2 separate regions of the Capsicum annuum genome follow, and region 1 is linked to region 2. Evidence: chromatin contacts called from public Hi-C data. All regions are on one chromosome and are shown on one strand. Each heading gives the region's core, a stretch centred on a gene start, on an enhancer-like site or on the middle of the called end of the contact. The rest is flanking DNA. Distances are from core to core; before and after follow the strand shown.

Region 1 (2,814 bases), core at 197-2,696, 41 kb before region 2:
CAAAAATCTCAACTAATTATGTATCATAATTGGATGTATCGGGAGCTAATTATGTATCTCGATAGACCCAAAATAATAAAAAATATAGTGAAAGCTAATTATGTATCTTTGTAAAGAAAAAATGTATCTTTATTAGATGGATTATGTATGACAGACTCAAAATTGAAAAAAAATATATCAGAATCTAATGTATCTTTATAAAGGAAAAAATGTATCTCAGATGTACTTATGTATGTCACCAGATTCGAAACTAAGATTTTCATTAATTATATAAATGTTTGGATTTTGTGTAAATAAACTCCAAACTACCGGGATTTATGTTGTTTGCCCGTAAAATGGAGGAAATCCATGCAAAGACTTGATTCCTATCTAAGGTTGGGCTTCTTGGGCCGGAGATCGTACTACTACTTTCCCATATTGACCCAAACATGGTGCCTAAATAGAAGTTTGAGTATCATTAAATTGAATAATTAGAAGTTCTGTAAACCCAAAGCAAATACAAGCTTAAGCCCAAAAAAAATTGGAAATTATCAATTCCCCCCCATTAATTTTTTTAAAATTTTAAATATATGTCATAGTACTTGACCTGAGAGATTATAATCAGGTACTCAATCATGAATAACTGAAATGGGCATCAAGCTTCAATTGTTAAACTGAATGAGCCCATAAATAATGGGCCGAGCAATTTATAATGCTTGAAGAATTTACTCGAATAGCTGCCCACTCAACTGTATAAGCTCAAAATAGCCGACAGATGTATAATTCATGTATAATATATATGTATATTATGTATGTTTAGTGTATAATGTATATATTCAGATAGAACACACAAATAGTGAATCTGACCGACTATCTGTGTAAAGAGTCCCAAAAACTTTGATGTAATTTCTTTGTGGTCCAAACATTAATGTATATTACTAAGCTTTATGGATAGCCATTAAATGGATTGATGACTTGATCAAATCACTTCAAATAATTTCTTTTGCAGAGTCTAAGAGGTCAAATTAGCTTCGCACATGAAGTGTTTGTAGTCCTCTTAAGAAAGGACAACGACTAATTAACTAAGCAATAAAAATTTTGTTTGTTTCCTATTCATATAATACTAACGTGTGGAAGCAAACAAAGTTTGCAAAATTAGAATTATTATCTTTTATGAGAAAAATATGATTGTAATGTAGGGTCCCTCTCAACAATTAGAGTTGCGTTAAATTTTGAGTAAACATTCATAATACAAGAAAATCAAGTGTAGGACCAATTGTACATTGCCCCTTTGACTTTTTCACATGCTAAAAGAGAAAAATCATTGACAATAATTGAGCCTTTTCACCTCAACTGCAAAATTCATGCCTTTTGGTAATGTTTGTAGCAAAATGAGACAATGGACAGGTTCATCTTTGGCATATGTGACACATTATTGGTACCTATACTATATAGTATAGTATAGTATAGTAGCAGAGAGATATATGGAAAATTATGTTTTGTGACCTTAGCCAGGGTGTCCCATGAGGGACGGGACAATTCTATGGAAAAAGCCCAACTTGGACTCTATTATACGAATTTGAATCCAATAATTGAGAAAATAATATCATGTGTACATTTACAATTTGGATTCAAAAAGGCCTTATTACAAAATAGTGATGAGGTCCTAACTCACACCGCACAAATTAGTTCAAAGCAGTGGAATTGTTCAAGCCTTAGAAGGAGTCGGGGATTTATCTCATTAGGATTGTGAGATTCTTTCTTCATCTCTTTGAGCTAATTATTGGGTGTGAGTTGTAGGTCCAACGGTGGCGCAATTAGAAATTTCATTAAGAATATGTGAGAAATAATTTATGACCTATATACCTCGTATATAATTTTTCAACGTAGCGTGTTTGACAAATGATCCTAAATTATATGTGGCTACGCCATTGAGGCCCAAATAGGGGCAAACCTACGTTATAATTTGGAACACCCACTAAATTCGACGCGGAATAGGTATAAGCTTAAATTTTCGTTTATATTTAAACAATATTTTTTTTTTTAGAGGAAGGTGTTTTGGGTTTTAGTAAAAGAATATGAAAATATTTGAGAAACTAGACGTGTTCGTTAGTACACCACAATTTTGGTACACGTCGACGAAACAGTTGTAATTTGACTAAGAACTTACACAGAGAAGGATTTGATGTATTCACTTGTAATAGAAACAAGTTAATGGTTCAGAAAAGATATTACGTTGAAAGAGTGTCGAGAATAATCAAATATTTTTTTAAATATATGCTCGAAGGTCAAGATTTTGTCAAACTGTACTGATTCTAAGATGGTAGTACAGATTTACTAATATAAAAAAAAATTTACATTTCTATGTTTGACAAATAGGAAAAGAAGAAAAATTAATGAGGGAAGTCAGTGGTGTCCGGATCATTCTTAGATGCCTTTTGATAATAAATACTACATTGACAATTAGTCGTGCATATATAAATAAATACATGATCCATGCAGGTCTTATTCAGATAATTAAAGAATGAGAGACGCAGTCATACAACTTATCTTAGCCTTCTTTGTACTCTCTAATCTATCGTTTAGACTCCTTCCATTTCAAATTACCCATCCTAAGATGATATATTAATTAAGAAAAATAATTAATAACATGTCTAATTTATCATAATACTCCTATTAAATGATATTTATAATTTAATTTGAAGAAAAAGTAATTAATGCAAAGGGTAAAACATGAAAAAAAAAATTTGTCTTGTCTTGATTAATGAAAAAAGACAAGTAAAATGGGGCATCAAATTAACAAATTTGGGACCGATAATTTGGAACGGAGGGAGT
Region 2 (2,700 bases), core at 60-2,559:
ACAAGACTCGTAAATGACTACATTATAGATGCTACTGTATTGTTGTATGAAAAGACGATCTTCTATTTATAAAGTTCCAAAGTCTTTCCTCCGAAAAAGAGATTTGCTAAATATGGAAGAGTTTTATATTTTCATTTAGGAAAAGTAAAAATAATTATGGTACTACTTTTATTTTCCTTCTAATTAAGAAAACTAAAGCTTAAATTTGGTTAAAAAAAAATCAGGCTAAAAACAACCCTAACACAATCTTCTATCTATCAACACAGGTATAGAGTGACCTTACCAACCAAAACTTAAAGCAAATAAAAAGAAATTATCTAGATTGTTGTCTGCTAGGTTTGAGCATCCTTATTAGTATTATTTTATGAGTAAAATTGTTTAAAAGTTAGATTCTACTTAATTAAGTATACATTTTTACATGTGCTCTGGACGTCACGATAAAGCAAATATTCCCTAACATGAAAGGTAAAAAAAAGATAGGAGAGCCAAAAAAATCCCATTATAAATGAAACCAAATGAAATGAGGAGCCAATGGACACTGCAGGAGCTTTAGGAGCAAACAAATTGCAAGAGTGTATCCCGTGATTGATTTTAAACTTTTAAGGGACCACTCATGAAAGGCTCTATTTCAAACACTTTTTTCTCTGTGACAGCCAGAACAACTTTGCTGAATCACATGTAACTGAAAAAAAAAAACTATATCAACCAGTATAGTCCCGGTTGAGTCTGGAAAGTGTGGGGTCTATGGAAAGAGTGGGTCTACAGGTGTATGCAAACCTTGCCTCTACCTTTGTGGATAGAGAAGCTGTTTTTAATAGACCTTCAACTCAAGAAAAACGTTTTTCAAAAACTGCCAAGATTTTTCTTTTAACGCAAGAAAGGCCCACGGATGGAGTTAGTATCTGTCTAGTATGAGGTTGTTGATACTTGAGTGTAAAGAACGATCTTTTTTTCCTAAACTTTGGTGAACTAAATTAGTACTTGGTATCTATGTTAGTGGAAGGCAGCAGGTACGGCTGATTAGTCAAATGCATGGAGATTAGCTTATACAACATCATTTTGTGTGTCAAATTCTGGTATCTTGCTATTTGAATCAGCTTTACTTCAGCCAGTTACAGTAAAAGCAGCAAACATGACATATTGGCTCCTAATTTTGCCGACAATAATACCTGCATATATATAGTGATGAGTGATCACTGACAATAAAATTTGATCAGGGAAGAGCCTAATTAAGGCTATTCATTCATGTGAAGAACAACAGGAAGAGCAAAGCGGCCCCTCCTGTAAGGTGGCTGATTTTGTTTGATGGAAGCCCACGGAACATGCCTAATTCAATTGAACTTGCAGAAAATGGACCTCACCATGTACAGCAGATGTTCTGTGTGAAGGTTCCTTCTTGAGTCTATCTACTAGAGACATTAAGGGTGCTCACCGGGTTGGGTATGAAAGCTATAAGCGGAGGCATGGGTCTTTCTCACGAAGATGCAAAGCCTGGAGATGAGTCTATTCCAAATTGACTGTAGAATCCTAGGTTTAGCTTTATAATACCAGGCATAGTTCCGGCTATTGCTCCAAAGTGATAACACCATCGAAAGATATAAGAGTCCAAGTGTGTGGCCTAAGCAGTCAGGGAAATTGGTAAAACCCATAAAAACACAAGGGTTCACATTTCTGTAGAGACAAAAAAAAGAAAGGGGGCAGCCCGGTGCATTAAAACTACCGCTATGCACGATGTCCGGGGAAGGGCCCCACCATAAGGGTGTATCGTACGCAGCCTTCCTTACCTTGCATTTCTGCCAGAGGCTGTTTCCAAGGCTTGAACCCGTGACCTTCTGGTCACATGGCAGCAACTTTACCAGTTACTCCAAGGCTCCCCTTTTGTAGAGACAAAAAAAAAAACATCAATAAATTACTTGGTAATTGTGCTGGTGGAAGGTAATTGATACCAAAGGAATAATCAAGGTGTGCACAAGCTTACCAGACACCGCTATTATCCACACGAAAAATAAAAGATGTGAACAAGAGAGGTTTTAGGTAAAGTCAGAAACTTAGGTTCAAGTGCCTGCATTTTTTGGCATTTGGTGTACATTGCTAAATATATGATTTATTGGATTTCTTCAGCTCCCTGCATCGTGTATGGACTTCATGATGTCCGAGGCCAACATAATGAGGAATAGCCACAAACAATGCAGAGAACTCTTCTAAAGCCCTATTCAAAAACATTAGGTTACTGGAGATGCAATACATATGCAAGTAACACAAAGTTACTGCGCACATAGAGGTCTCGGCACATGATGTAAAAAGAAAGAAAAGAAACAGGGAAATGAAAGGATTGAACATAGTCAAGCAAGAAATGAGAAGCCAATGCCATTACCCTCCAAATATTTTGTGAATGTGATGCAGCAACTAGTTACTGGCACTTCATAACATGCAGGTCTTGCCGAATCGAGTCTGGTATACAAAAAGCTGCACCTAGCTGCTCATGTTCTAATACCAAAAAAGTTGAGAGAGTTTGTAACAGACAGTGATTCTATAAAAAGAATATACAGTTTTTCCCCATCTTTTTACGCTTCCATTTAAATTCTACATAAGCTAAATAAAGAGACAAGAAAGCAGTAGAGTAGTTGCATCATCTGAAATAAGTTACTGGGCCTTAATAATGAGACAATAAGGACAAAAAGGGCTATACCTACAGTACAA

The links. A called contact is a pair of places that touch in the nucleus more often than the background predicts.
Region 1: a contact with region 2 is called in a Hi-C map of leaf, with 3 times the contacts expected there. The contact joins two enhancer-like sites. A contact is called at or near these places in 3 of 5 Hi-C or Micro-C datasets (bud and leaf).

Annotation. Positions count from the first base shown.
Region 1 is chr1:42,629,138-42,631,951 of UCD10Xv1.1, reverse strand. No RefSeq gene overlaps it. Among protein-coding and RNA genes, the nearest start is that of LOC107854341, 12 kb to the left of the region's middle. Within about 2 kb of position 1,446, at least 4 of the 5 cell types and tissues checked have an H3K27ac peak or open chromatin away from gene starts, as enhancers often do. A contact at or near this core is called in leaf, where this site is marked.
Region 2 is chr1:42,587,735-42,590,434 of UCD10Xv1.1, reverse strand. LOC107873418 (probable pectin methyltransferase QUA3) reads right to left here. Exons shown (of 8, transcript XM_016720267.2): 8 at 2,458-2,700. Among protein-coding and RNA genes, the nearest start is that of LOC107873407, 9.0 kb to the left of the region's middle. Within about 2 kb of position 1,309, at least 4 of the 5 cell types and tissues checked have an H3K27ac peak or open chromatin away from gene starts, as enhancers often do. A contact at or near this core is called in leaf, where this site is marked.